Regions from separate parts of the Sus scrofa genome. Here region 2 is linked to region 1. Evidence: chromatin contacts called from public promoter capture Hi-C data. All regions are on one chromosome and are shown on one strand. Each heading gives the region's core, a stretch centred on a gene start, on an enhancer-like site or on the middle of the called end of the contact. The rest is flanking DNA. Distances are from core to core; before and after follow the strand shown. Region 1 holds the start of GSTZ1 (glutathione S-transferase zeta 1). Region 2 holds the start of SNW1 (SNW domain-containing protein 1).

What was found. Promoter capture Hi-C pulls out the DNA fragments that hold promoters and counts their contacts.
Region 2: a promoter capture Hi-C map of fetal liver shows a contact between it and region 1, with 2.1 times the contacts expected there. The contact joins the promoter of SNW1 here to the promoter of GSTZ1 in region 1. A contact is called at or near these places in 1 of 5 promoter capture datasets (fetal liver) and 1 of 47 Hi-C or Micro-C datasets (heart right ventricle).

The regions. Positions count from the first base shown.
Region 1 is chr7:100,390,370-100,397,391 of Sscrofa11.1, reverse strand. It overlaps GSTZ1 (glutathione S-transferase zeta 1), which reads right to left and starts at 5,120. Exons shown (of 9, transcript NM_001243638.1): 1 at 4,983-5,120; 2 at 1,283-1,334. The coding sequence starts at 4,997. It overlaps POMT2 (protein O-mannosyl-transferase 2), which reads left to right and starts at 5,228. Exons shown (of 21, transcript XM_001926162.6): 1 at 5,228-5,716. The coding sequence starts at 5,259.
Region 2 is chr7:100,746,513-100,753,741 of Sscrofa11.1, reverse strand. It overlaps SNW1 (SNW domain-containing protein 1), which reads left to right and starts at 4,328. Exons shown (of 14, transcript XM_021099555.1): 1 at 4,328-4,431. The coding sequence starts at 4,418.

The sequences.
Region 1 (7,022 bases), core at 3,871-6,370:
TATACAGATGCCAAGCAGGGAAAGAGGGCTCTCTGGTGGTCTCAGCACATTTGCTGTCACTCCCAGTGGCTGGATTCCCTCCCCTTCTCCTTTGATGTTTTCTCCTGGTGAGGAGAGGGTAGAACACTCCTCCAGTGGAGGAGGCCAGGCGAATGCGGACACGCTTGCTTGTGCATTAAAATATGGCCATGGCCAGTGTCAGGCAAAGGAGTGGGGGAGGAGGGTGAACCGTGTCAGGGTCTGCAGAGAGCCTGGGAGATGCTGGGCTCTTCCTCAGCACTGGCAGCTCCACCCAGGAGAGGGAAAGCTCTCTCAGGGCCAGATGGGAGGCCAATGCAGGCCCTGCAGGACAGTGCCCATGCTGCTCGGGTCTGGCCCAGCGGGGGGCAGAGGCTCCGGACCTCGGGATGGAGTCTTCTTGGAGAAACAGGTCCTACTCCAGTGCTCTTGCCTACGGATGCCAGCTAACACCACGTGACTGTAGGAGAAGGTGGGCTGTGCAGGATGGCTTCCCGTCAGGGCCAGGCTTCTGGAAGCGGGCTGCCTGGGTTCAAATGTCATCACATTCACTAGCTGTGTGGTCTTGGGCAAGTAACTTCCTGAGCCTCGGTGTGTTTTTCAGCATCTGCAGGCAGCACGGTGCGGTAGAAAACATGGACTCTGGAGCTAGACTAGCTGGTTCAAATTGCAGCTCTGCCTCTTACTAGCACCATGACCTGGAGCAAGTTATGTAACCTTCCCGTGTCCCAGATTCCCTGCCTGTACAGTGGTGACAGTAACACCTCCCTCCTAGGGTTGTTGCGGTTTAAATGGAATCACGAACGCAAAAGCTCAGTGCCGGTCTCCCTCTGTGTGAGCTGCTATGACGCTGACCTTTGTCAAGGGCCATGTTAGCTGAGGCAGAGAAGGGTCAGACTAGGACTAACCAGAGGGCCCCAGTTTCTCCTTCCCTGCTGCCTCTGGGGTGGACACTGGCCCATTCTATTTAATTTGCCAGATGACATAAGATAAGAACTGAGGAAGGCCAGCTGTTCCCTGCCAGTTGCCAAGGACCTCTGGATTCTGCGAGCCTGCCCGAAACCTGGTTGCTAAGGGCCTCTGGAGAGCAGCGTGGGAGAGGTGGTGGGACCAAGAGAAAAGACAGCTGTCCCTTCCTTCCTCTCCTCTTGTTGGACTTCCGAGGTGGGGGTGCCATTCAAGGCCGAGGGTTCCAGAAGTTTCACCCAGGACTCCTTCCACCCACCCCACCCCACCCAGGCTCTGGTGGAGGCACAACTCTTACCAATTCGCACTCTCCACGAGCAGGAGCTTCGGAAATAGGAATAGAGGATGGGCTGAGGAGAGAGGACAAGGAGGCATGTTAGCCGCTGCTTGGTAGGTTCAGCCCCAGCCAGGGGGCTCCAAGCCAGCACTGCTTCCTCCCTGCGTTGGGGAAACTCAGGCCAGACTCAGAGCTCTCTGGAAGTCATGTGAGGTCCCTCGGCTCCAGATTGTGCTGTCACGCATTCCTGAGGTCTGACAGGTCCCCAAAGGGGCAGCCAGCCTGAAGGTGCCCTCCTTACCTTGCTGGACTCAGCCATGGTGCTGTGCTGACCCTCAGCCTCTCAGGGAATGTCCCTTCCCACAGAGCTGCAGGGCGGTCCGAGGAACCCTGAAGGGGTGGGTCCCATGAACCAATGGGAAAGCTGGGCTAAACAAGTATCAAGGGAACTTTGACTCTGGTCAGAAAGGGCATCTCTTTCCAACCTGTGGGAAGATTTTCGTTCTGGGCAGACGGGGAGGCCTGTTTTGTTTTTGTTTTTGTTTTGCTTTTTAGGGCCAAACCTGTGGCACATGGAGGTTCCCAGGCTCAGGGTAGAATCAGAGCTGCAGCTGCCAGTCTATGCCAGAGCCACAGCAAAGTAGGATCTGAGCCGTGTCTGCAGCCTACACCACAGCTCAAGGCAACACCAGATCCTTAACGAACTAAGTGAGGCCAGGGATCGAACCTGCATCTTCATGGACACTGGTTGGGTTTGTTACCACTGAGCCACAATAGGAACTCTGGGAGGCCTGGTTTTGAAGCAGCAGTTCATGCAGTGCAGGGGGCTGGGAGCTGGTATACCTGGGGTCTGGTCCCCATGCAAGAACTAGTTCTACATGACTCAGTACAAATCCCTCCGTTTCTCTAAGTTTTCAGCTCCCTCGTCTGTAAAACAAAGGGCTGCCCTAAAATGACAGCTGAATGGCTTCCGATGGTGGCAGGAAGACCAGAAAATCTAATTTTTTGATGCTTTGGTGCCCATTGCTTTCAACACTCCAACCCCCAGTGCTCCAGGCTCTCAGCTGGTCTCATAAAAATAGCTGGGGAATAGGCCCATTGACTCCAGAGCTGAAGTCACACAAGTTGGCAGCCCACAGTGTTGTTTGGTATACACTGTATTTCAAAACGTTTCAATTAGTTGCTAACATTAAAAATCACATTGTTTCCTAATACAAATCCTGTTGTCTGTTTTATTTTATTCTTTTTTCCTTTTTTTCCTGTACCTGCAGCATATGCAAGTTCCCAGGCTAGGAGTCCAATAAAAGCTGTAGTTGCTGGCCTATGCTACAGGGACAGCAGCACTGGATCTGAGATGCATCCGTGACCTATGCCGCAGGTTGCAGCGACATGGGATCCTTAACCCATTGAGCAAGGCCAGGGATCAAACCTGCATACTGATGGACAACATGTTGGGTTCTTAACTGCTGAGCCACAATGGGAACTATGTTTTCTCTAAAAAAAAAAAAAATCTAGAGACAGTGGACTCAACTGAGTAGGAACAACTGATCAGAGCCAACGAATGATACCCTTTAGTCAGGGCATGCCCTCTCAGATCTGCCATGGCCCCCATATGGCCCACTTCTCTCATTTTTGTTAACTTGAAGCCCCTAAAGGCAGCTGGGTGTGTGACTTCTCTAGAGTTTAGGGAACTTGAAGTTAATTCCTTTGGTGCTTCTTGGTAACCAGAACTTAAAAGCAAAACCCAGTCCAGAGTTACCAGTAATTAGGACTCGTGAAGCTTCCAGCAGACACATATACATCCTTATGGATGAGTAGAACTCAGAATGTCTTAGATCGCCCCCGTCTACCACGCCTCTGACTACAGATATTTCACCCAAGTTCTCTCTTCCATTCGCATCTCCCAGCTCACTAAGCTGCTACCTGACCATGCTTTCACCATCCCTGAACTACCAACTCTTCTACGTGGGCCATGGCACAGTGGGGAACCCATCCCTTCCCCCCAGCCCTGTCCCAAGTTGGTTCCCAAGCCTGGGAGTTCCAATCTATCCTGAAGGCAACTTTTGTGGGGCAAGTGAAGGTAGTTCTGGCAGAGGGAAGAGACAGGCAGCAGGTGTCATTGATAGTTGAGTGGCTATAACTGCATGTACTCTGTTCTGAGGTGTATCCCTTTCCTTAACTGGTGAGGTTGGTGGGGCTCCTGGGGCCAAAGCAGTGACTAGAGAGGCATAGACATTAGCTTAGAATCCTTGAAGCAATGCCTTACTTAATTACTAAATGTTACACCTTTGACCTGTGATCACAGAATGCCACTGCCCTCACATTATCTACTTATGGGCCATCAAGAGATGTAATGGAGGGCTATTCCTGCTATTTCTCTTACCGATGCAATTAACTGCACAAACCATTTCATGTTCTTTTTGCATTTGTAGAGCAAAATTTTAAGCCCATCATCACTCCTGGAGGAACTTTTTCCAATTCAAGTATCGATTCTGATCACTCTAGCAGATAGTTATTTACTTAGAAAAATAGCCTTTTAGGAGTTCCGTGGCTCAGCAGTTAATGAACCTGACTAGCATCCATGAGGATGCGGGTTCCATCCCTGGCCTCACTCACTGGGTTAAGGATCCGGTGTTGCGGTCAGCTGTGGTGTACTCTCAGATGCGGCTCTGATCCAGCCTTGCTGTGACTATGGTGTAGGCCAGTGGCTACAGCTCCGATTCAACCCCTAGCCTGGGAACATTTACATGCTATGGGTGCAGCCCTAAAAAAAAAAAAAAAAAAAAAAAAAAAAGACAGAAAAGAAAAATAGCCTTTTATTTTTTTTCTCACTTTTGTTTTTCTTTTTAAGGCTACATCCACAGCATATGGAGGTTCTCAGGCCAAGGACTGAATCTGAGCTGTAGCTGCAGCAAGGCAGATCCTTAACCCACTATATGGGGCTGGGGATCGAAGGTGCCTTACAGCATATCCCCACTATGGTGGGAACTCTCAGATTTTATTTTTAAACCATTTCTTACACACGATTTTCAAGAAAGACTCCTATAATCCCATTTGGACGTGAAAGGGTTACACATTGTGAAAGTGGTGCTATATTCCGCCTGATGTGCCACCACCTTCCTTTGAGCTCAAATAGCGGCTCTTTCACAAACTTTAATAAGTTTCAACAGGGAGCTTATTAAACATGCAGATTCTGGGTTCCTTCCTCCAGAGATTGATACAGTGGTTCTGGGGCGGGCCCAGGAGACGCAAATTAAAACCGGTTAAGTTCCCCAAGTGATTGTGATGACGAAAAGTGCCACAGCCTCCCCTCGCCCCTAGCAATGCAAACCCCTTCAAAATGCAAACAACCCTGTAAGGCCATATGTTAACCGATTGGACCTATCGTGCGGCCTGGTCGGGAAAGAGACATGCAGTGCTGCGCCAAAAAGGGAGACGAGGGACAACGTTCGGAAGTTCTAGAAGATCGGGTAGGGGGAGAAAGGTGAAGCGCAAGGGCACCAACCAAGCCCGGGACGCTACACCTGGACGCAGCGCTGCGGGGCCAATCCTGCCTCGACCACAGGCCCCAGCGGACAGCGCGCAGGCGCAGAAAGGGGCCACCGCAGCCAACAGCATGCTGGGAGTCGCTGTCGGAGCTGGGGGCGGGGCCGAGCGGCTCACCTTTGAACTCGCCCACCCAGCAAGTAGCGCCCCCTCTCCCCTGATGCGTGGCACAGACCTTCCCCGCTTGCATCTCCTAATTCAGACGACCTTTCTTCCCGACCAGGAAACTTCACGCCTAAGACTCTGACCCGTCGACGATTTAGGCCCAGTGAGATCCCGACACGTCAGAACTTCGGTTTTCGTGTCGGTAACGTGAAGGGTTGGATTAGAACGAGCTTTTAGGGCTCTTCTGGCTGGCCCCGCCCTTTCCGCCCCGCCTCCGCCCCGGGGGCTGCTGGGAATTGTAGTTCTTTGCTCCTGTTTTCTTCCGGGCCCGGCCCGCCCGGAAGTCATGCTCTGCGCCACTGGCCGCCTCCTAGCGGCCCGGGCGGCGACCGCACTCCCCGCCCAGCCTAGAGGCCGGGGCCTGGCGCCCTGCTGCCGGCGCAGGGAACTACATTTCCCAAGGAACCCCGAGAAGTCCCTTGGTAACTTCTTGGCCGGACAGCTCGCAAGACCCAGCGCGCTTGCAGGCCGGAGGGCCATCCTGAGAAGGGTAAGGATGCCACCGGCGGTGGGCGGAGGCCTGGCAGGGTCCGAGCTGCGTCCCCGGAGGGGCCGCTGTGGGTCCCAGGCTCCAAGGGCCGTGGGCGCGGATGCGGCTGCCGAGACTACAGCGCGGAGCCCCAAACGGCCTGTTCCGGGCTCGCGGCGCTTCGAGGCGGTCGGCCAGTGGGCTCTACTGGCCCTGGTGACGCTAATGTCCTTCGCCACCCGCTTCCATCGTCTGGACCAGCCGCCGCACATCTGGTGAGTAATGGGAGGGACTCGGCACCATGGCAACTGGGAGGGAATGACGCGCCTTCTCATTGGTCCGGGGCATGGAGGGGGCGGGATTCGCAGCCCAGGGACGGGGCCGCGCTGGAAGGGAAACAGGTTTCTGGCCAGGCGCAGTCTCTATGAGAGGAGTCATTTTTGCTCTGGTGAATGGCAGTGGGATTCTTTAGGATCTGAGGAAGTAGTCACATGTCTTGTAGGTTATGCTGCAACGTCTCACCTGGCTCTCAAATTGTGGCTTTGAACTTTCCCAGGAGAATCTTAGTACAGAATTTCCTAAGGCCTGAGTTCCTCTTCTACAGTAATTCCAGGCATCAGTGGAGGGGAGCATGCCTAACTGGGCGCCTTATTCTCGACAACCGAAACAACTCGTGTGTCCAAGCGTCCCAGGACCATCCTTTGAGGAGAGACATATTTCCTTAAAGGTTTTATTTTGTAGGACTAAGTTGTGGAAGTCAAATTTCATTAAGTAAACTTTAAAGTTTCCATCAAGAAGGAGGAAAAGTTTTATACTCTCTGAAAATTGTTCATTTGTTTGGCCAAGAAGTTTGTGTGTGGAGGGGTTGGATGGGTGGGGGGGTTGAGAGGGAAGGACCAGTAAGTCTTATTTCAGATAGCTGGGAAGTAGTCTAAGGCCAATCTTTTATCCATTAGCATCTGTACATAGGTGTTTAGACTGACCTCTGATTTTTGGTGTCATTGCCAATAATTACCATGAAGTCCCTCATTTAAAAAAAGAGCGACTCCCCTGCCCAATGGAAAGACATTCCATAGCACATTCTTCCCTACATTCTAACAAATTACCTGAAGGGGTGCAGGTCACTCCAGTTCAGGATTTTTTGTTAAATTTTATTTGGATCACCATCACGTTTGATTTAGATCACTGTTAGGGTGGTTTGGTTAAGTCACATGGGCAGTGAGTGTCACTGAGTAGTTTCAGCCTCAATCACTATACAGGACAAAGGTTAAGGGCCCTAGGGTGTTGGGAGAAGCATATGAATTTATATCAGTGATGTCAGTAGGAGGTTGTGCCAGTCTATGTATTTGCACACATGTGAGGGAAGTCCATGTTTGGGCGTTAATGTTGATGTTCTCAGGTACATCAGGATAGTTCAAGACTGGCCATGTCCACAGGAGTTTTTCTGATTTCATAGCAGGATGACAGACTCAGCAATAGGTCAGATTGCAAGCTATAGCTGCCACTTGACTTAGTTGTGCTGTATTAATTTTTTGCCAGGCTGGGTGCTGGGGCTAGGAGGTGAAGAGAGCATTGTTTTCC
Region 2 (7,229 bases), core at 3,079-5,578, 360 kb before region 1:
GTCATGACGTTTTCAGAGTTCTCAATCTCTATCAATCTCCAATTTTCCTTCTCTTTACCCTCTGGTCTCTCCTTTTTACATGGTGGCTTCATTCTTGCTTGTCAGAGGCCCTTGCTATTTGTCAGGAAAGATAGATACCAGTAACTCATACCTACAACCTTATGGCTTTGGATCCAAAAGAAAGACAGATGCTTTTTCTCCTGATTCCACTGGTCAAAACTCTAGCAATTCTCTCTCAGTCTTTTTTACTGGTTTCTCCCATCTCCACAAGCTCTAAACTCCAGAAGTATGTCCTTGGACCACATCTCTTCTGTAGCTACACTTATTCCCTTAGTAAATTCATCTGGTATCATGAATATAAATACCATCTGCCTCCAAAGGTCTCCAACCTAGACATTTTTCCCACATTTCAAACTTGTATATAAACTGCCCACTTGGCTAACAAGACATTTCAAATGTACCGTGTTCAGAACCAAATGCCTGATCTCCACAAACACAACCCTCTTGTAGTTTTCCCATCTTAGTAAATGGTGATTCTATCCTAGTTGGAGTCATCTTTGATCACTCTCATTCACATCTCATATCAATTCCATCATCAAAATTTGTTGATTAGGGGAGTTCCTGTCGTGGCGCAGTGGTTAAGGAATCCGACTAGGAACCATGAGGTTGCGGGTTCGGTCCCTGGCCTTGCTCAGTGGGTTAAGGATCTGGCGTTGCTGTGAGCTGTGGTGTAGGTTGCAGACGCGGCTCGGATCCCGCGTTGCTGTGGCTCCGCTGTAGGCCGGCGGCTACAGCTCGGATTCAACCCCTAGCCTGGGAACCTCCATATGCCGCAGGAGTGGCCTTAGAAAAGACAAAAGACCAAAAAAAAAAAAAAATTTGTTGATTAGACCTTCAAAATAGGTTGGTATTCCAATCTCTACTCACCATATCCACTAACTCCTTGCCCGAGCTATAAGGATCTCTCCCCAGATATCTCCAAAGATATCCACTGGTCTCCTGTATCCATCCTTGCTTCTTGGAGTCCATTTTCAACACAGTCACAGTGATCTTTAATACTTTTTTTTTTTTTTTTGTCTTTTGTTGTTGTTGTTGTTGTTTTTGCTATTTCTTGGGCCGCTCCCGCAGCACATGGAGGTTCCCAGGCTAGGGGTTGAATCAGAGCTGTAGCCACCGGCCTACGCCAGAGCCACAGCAACGCGGGATCCGAGCCGCGTCTGCGACCTACACCACAGCTCACGGCAACGCCGGATCGTTAACCCACTGAGCAAGGGCAGGGACCGAACCCGCAACCTCATGGTTCCTAGTCGGATTCGTTAACCACTGCGCCACGACGGGAACTCCACAGTGATCTTCTTAAAACATAAGTCAGATCACGGTTTTTCTTCACTCAGAATCTCCAACATAATCTCTATATACTGCAAAGGAGTAAGCTCCAAGAGATACTAACAAGTGGAAAAAATTAAAGTGGAGAAAGTCATGTATGGTATCTGCTATTTGAAAGAAAGAGAAGTATAAAAATATATACGTATTTGTGTGTACTTTTTTTTTTTTTTTTTTTTTTTTGGTCTCTTTAGGGCCGTACCCACAACATATGGAAGTTCCCAGGCTAGGGGGCGAATCAAAGCTGTAGCTGCCGGCCTACACCACAGCCACAGCAATGCCGGATCCGCGCTGCATCTGCAACCTACACTTAGAGCAACACTGGATCCTTAATCCACTGAGCAAGGCCAGGGATGGAAACTGCATCCTCAAGGATAGTCATTGGATTGTTTCTGCTGTGCCAAAACAGGAACTCCCTGTGTGTACTTCTAAATGAAGGATAAACTATAAAAGATATTTTTGAGGTTATCTATAGAAAGAGAAAGGGAGAAGTTCCTGTCGTGGCGCAGTGGTTAACAAATCTGACTAGGAACCATGAGGTTGCGGGTTCGATCCCTGGCCTTGCTCAATGGGTAAAGGATCTGGCGTTGCCATGAGCTGTGGTGTAGGTTGCAGATGAGGCTCGGATCCAGCATTGTTGTGGCTCTGGTGTAGGCCAGTGGCTACAGCTCCGATTAGACCCCTAGCCAGGGAACCTCCATATGCCGCGGGATCGGCTCAAGAAGAGGCAAAAAGACAACAACAACAAAAAAAAAAAAAAGAAAAAGAAAAAAAAAGAAAGGGAAAAAGCAGGTAGGAGCAGGGAAATAATCTAGACTTCTCTAAATGTACTACCCATTGGTAGTTACCATTTGGTAACTTTTGGCTTTGAAACCATTTAAATGTTTTACCAAACTATTTTTAAAAAATCAACTCCTAAAAATCCAAAGCAAAATGAAATATGTAAACCTGAGTATCAAGTTAGTGGTGTAGTCACACAGAGAGGAATTATTCCAAGTCATTTTAAAGCAATGCAATTTGACTGTATGTGCTTAGAAAGATATACCCTGAGGACAAAAAAAAAATCATTGAAAAGGAGTTCCCGTCGTGGCACAGTGGTTAACGAATCCGACCGGGAACCATGAGGTTGAGGGTTCGGTCCCTGCCGTTGCTCAGTGGGTTAAGGATCTGGTGCTGCCGTGAGCTGTGGTGTAGGTTGCAGACGCGGCTTGGATCCCACGTTGCTGTGGCTCTGGTGTAGGCCGGCAGCTACAGCTCCGATTCGACCCCTAGCCTGGGAACCTCCATATGCTGTGGGAGCGGCCCAAAGAAATAGCAAAAAGACCAAAAAAAAAAAAAAAAAAAAGTCATTGAAAAAAATTCAGAAACTATTATCATTAGGCATATCTTTAGTCATCATATTAGAAAAGTTTATTATGAAACCATTATATATATACATATATAACATAAGATAAAGCAAATGAGTAATTATCTTAACACATTAGGTACCAATACCATCATCTTCAGAAGAGATATGCATATAAAATCAAAGTTAGGTAAAATCTGTGTAATCCTAATCTTGCATTGGAACTATTAGTATGAATGCATGATGGAGTTTCTCAAAAAGTATGATTGGGAGTTCCCGTGGTGGCGCCGTGGTTAACGAATCCGACTAGGAACCATGAGGTTGCGGGTTCGGTCCCTGCCCTTGCTCAGTGGGTTAACGATCCAGCGTTGCCGTGAGCTGTGGTGTAGGTCGCAGACGCGGCTCGGATCCCACGTTGCTGTGGCTCTGGCGTAGACTGGTGGCTACGGCTCCGATTAGACTCCTAGCCTGGGAACCTCCATATGCCGCAAGAGCGGCCTCAAAAATGGCAAAAAAAAAAAAAAAGTATGTGGATATGTGAACTTTCTAGCTCTGTCCACTGAAAAGGTTTACAAACAGCAATTGCCCAGTAACAGTGAGCATTTGTAGCATCCAGGTCTTTTTCTCTAAATATCACTTTTCCACTTAAAGGAAAGCTCCTTGGAAAAATGACTGATTGAAAGTCTAGGGCAGAAAAAGTACTAAACTAGCCTAGAACGTCGTGTCACACCAGAAATCAAGAGTTGGAGGTGGAGTTGGAGGTGGTGTTGCTGCCTCTGCTCATACTACGGTGTTTGGTTTGTGAATATTCAAACTATACACTTCTGTAGGCAACGTTTCTGTATGTGTGCTATGCTACTATTAAAAGTTTGTTTCTATACCATGGAAAGTTTCCAACGTATAAAAAAGTAGAGAGAATTGTATAAGGAACACCATTTCCCCATTATCTAGCTTCAACAGTGATTAAAATTCATAGCTAACCTTGTTTCATTTACAGTATATTCCATCCACCTCCCTCTTCCCACTGTGAAGATTTCGTTTATCCTATCACTTCATCAAAGACTATGTTGAACCCACAAACTATGTAAAAGACAATCTAAGCCATACATACATAAAGACATACATACATAATACACCTAAGGAGTGTTCCAAAGATAATTACTAAGGATCACAAAATACCTCCCCTGGAGAGTGTTTTGGAGGTGGAGTGTTACGTAGGGAACCGCGTGTAAAAACTTTTGAGTATGAAAGTTTTCAGAGCGCCCAAGAACTCTCTATTCTCCAGTCTCACAATTTCCCAACCATTTGATTTAACCCAACTCTTATTTAACGTTCCCCCCCCCGCCCCCCGAAGGCTTTTGTATTTGGAACCATAACAAAAGAAATGAGACAGAGTGGGGAATAAAAAAAGACTTAAAAAACATCTCAAATTTGTTAGTATTTTGCCTAGGGAATGCTGTATCATGTCATAGTGTAAGAGTGATGCATTTGCGTTTTCTTAACTGAAGCGCTTATTCTGTAACTGGTTAGAAAAGAACCAAATTGTAATCTTGCGCAAAGAACTACAAATCCCAGAAGGCCCTTCGGCTAGGGCGCCTGCGCATCGCGCGCTCCTTCCTCTCCCCAACCCTTCGCGGGTAAAGACCCGCCCCGCGGTACTGTCGCTCGCGCTGGAAGAAGCGGAAGAAGATGGCGCTCACCAGGTGGGTTGTTGATTGGGGTCCTCGATACGGAAGGGTCTGGGAGTACCCTCCGTTTTTATTTCTCTGTTTATAGTCTCCGGGCGGTAGCCAGGCCCGGGCCACAGAGCGACTAGGCCAAGGCTAAGCCCTCCCTCCAGCCGCCGGGACGACTAGGCCTCTCCGAAGCTGGGGTCTTTCCCGAGTGGCTTCCCGGGTTGAGTTCGCCCCCTCACTAGGGCCGAAAGCCGCGGCATGGCGAATAGTTCTCTGGTCTGAGATGCTGAGGATTCGCACGTGTTTTTCGCTTAAGCATTTTGGGGTGGTGGAGATCGCTCCTTCGGGTCCGCGGCTCGGGTGGGCGCGATGGGGGTATGGAGGGCAGTGGCTTATTTGTCTGGGCGGAGTGAGGCGGGCAGGAGGCGACGGCCGGGCCGTTTGTTTGCCGAAGTCTTTTCTTTCTCTGTCCCGAAACAAGGATTCCTTGAAAAACGGGGCCCGACACTGAACGGAGACTTCACATCAGCCACAGTAGTGGCCGCTGTCTCCTAATTCGCGCCGCTGCTCCGCACTTTAACATCGGATCTTAGCATTTCTTCCATAGATAGAACTACTTCACATTTTTGCTGTTCCCAGTTGCCTTGGCAACCGCAAGTAAAGTGGTCCCCGCCCTTAAGAAAAAGATGCTTAAGGAGAAATATTCCTAGTTGTTACGTAACTCCTACTAGTCTGCGACCTTGTTGCCCCATCTAAGAAGAAAAACTTTTCTTACCAACAAACGCCGAAACAGAAAAAGTTGGGTGTCAAACAGGGTAAGGAAAGTAGTCGTGTTAGGAGATCCGCTTGGACTCCCTAAACACGCTTCATTCCCCTCATACACATTTTTCCTGGCTGATGACAGTTAAGAATCCTAAAGATATTCGAATTAGTTCTTTGGGGGATAACTTTCGGGTGCCTTGGTCTATCCTAGGGACTGTGTATATATAGAAGGAAATCTGACAGTCCTTGGCTGCAGGGAAGATGAAGTACAGGAATATAGATATTAAAGGACAACACAGAATGCTTATTGTGTTGTACTAACCTTAATTGCAAAAAAATAAGATGGAATGGGCTAGATGAACTGGAGAGTTTTCTTTAGTAAATAAAGGTTGCAGGCAGCAAATATTCGATTGAGTGCCCTCCAGATGGGAGGCAGTGTGACAAAGACTAGTAGAATTAGGAAGAAAGGCTTTGTGGAAAAAATGGAATTTGAAAATACCAGACATATTGTGGTTATTTTGTGCTTAAAATTGCAGTGACAGAGTTCAGTCTTTAAATAGTTTGTCTTAGGAACTTACATAGCTTTCTGGTTTTGTTGAGTTTTAGCTGACTTGATTTTTAGAGATGGTCTCAAGTTTTCAGGTAAAATATTATTATCTCTAAGATCTACCAGGGATTCTTAACAGCAGGGACTTGACATATTGATGTATTACAGTCTTGGTATCACAGTTGATTGTTACTAACTAAAGATCTAAAGTCATACTGATTTAACTTTCTGAACTCCTGTATTTAAGGTTATGTATCAAATAATTTCATTTGCATTTAATACAATTTCTTTAATAAAGGGGAAAAGATAGACTAAGGTGCCTGTACAGTGGCACTGTTGACATTTTGGACTGGATATTTCGTTCTTGTCTTGGGCATATTAAGATGTTTAGCAATATCTTTGGCCTCTACTCACTAGATATCAGTGGCACCTTCACTCCCTCTCTCCCCTTTACCCCCCAAATTCTAACAATCAGAATAGCTCCAGACCTTGTCAAGTATCTACATTGTAGATAAGTTGCCCCCTGTTGAGAAACACCGAAGTAGACTTTCTGTTTACATATGCAGCCCACTCCCACTATAGAAGTGTATTTCATTATGGGAATGTCATCCTTTATGGGGAACAAGGAGATTAAGACCTTCTGGAAGGCTACGGTGTGTTCTCACCATAATCCAGGTCAGGCTACCTGTTTACTGGATTGTCCAAACTCTGCTTTGGCAGGGTGCCTGCTTTTTGATCATTTTAGTAACTAGTTCTATCAACAGTGCGTTAAGGATCCCACATTGTCACTGCTGTGGCCTTGGTTGCTGCTATGGCTCGGGTTTGATCCCTGGCCTAGGAACTTTTGTATGCCGTGGGTGGGGCCAAAAAGAAAGAAGGGGAAGGAGGGGAGGAAGAAAAGAAAAGAGAAATGAAACAAATATTTTGGCTTCTTTGTTACTGTCTTTGTATCCCTCCCATGTATTGGGTACTGCATGGTTTACCAAAAAGCCCAGAATTTTGATTCCATTCATCCATCCATTTATTCATTCACTCAGTAAATATGCATGTGTTGAAAATCCACCATGTGCAAGGCTAGTGTTGGTTTTACAGCATTGAATCAGTCTTATCCTCACAGCTTACATTCTAGGGGAGACAGACTAGGAGTAAACAAATCAATGATGCAACTTCAGGTATTAAGTACTAAGAATAAAATACAGATAAAGGGATAGAGAGTGACTCAGTGTGGAGTGGAATGCTGTTTTGGTTAAGGTGGTCATTTAGCAGCTGCGAGGGAGGTATAGTGGAGCTGGGACATGAATACTAAGAAACAAGCACTAAAAAGTTTGGGAAAGCGTTTTCTTGATAAGTAAATAGAATTTTTTATGGCAGTGGAAAAGCAAATGTAAAGATCCTGAGACGACTTGTTTAAGGAAAGGCAGTAAGGTTGTAGTGACATAAAAATGGTGAGTGCAAAGGGTAGAGTGAATTTATTTCTCTTGCCAATATTTAAGTAGGCCCAACCATGAGCTAGCTA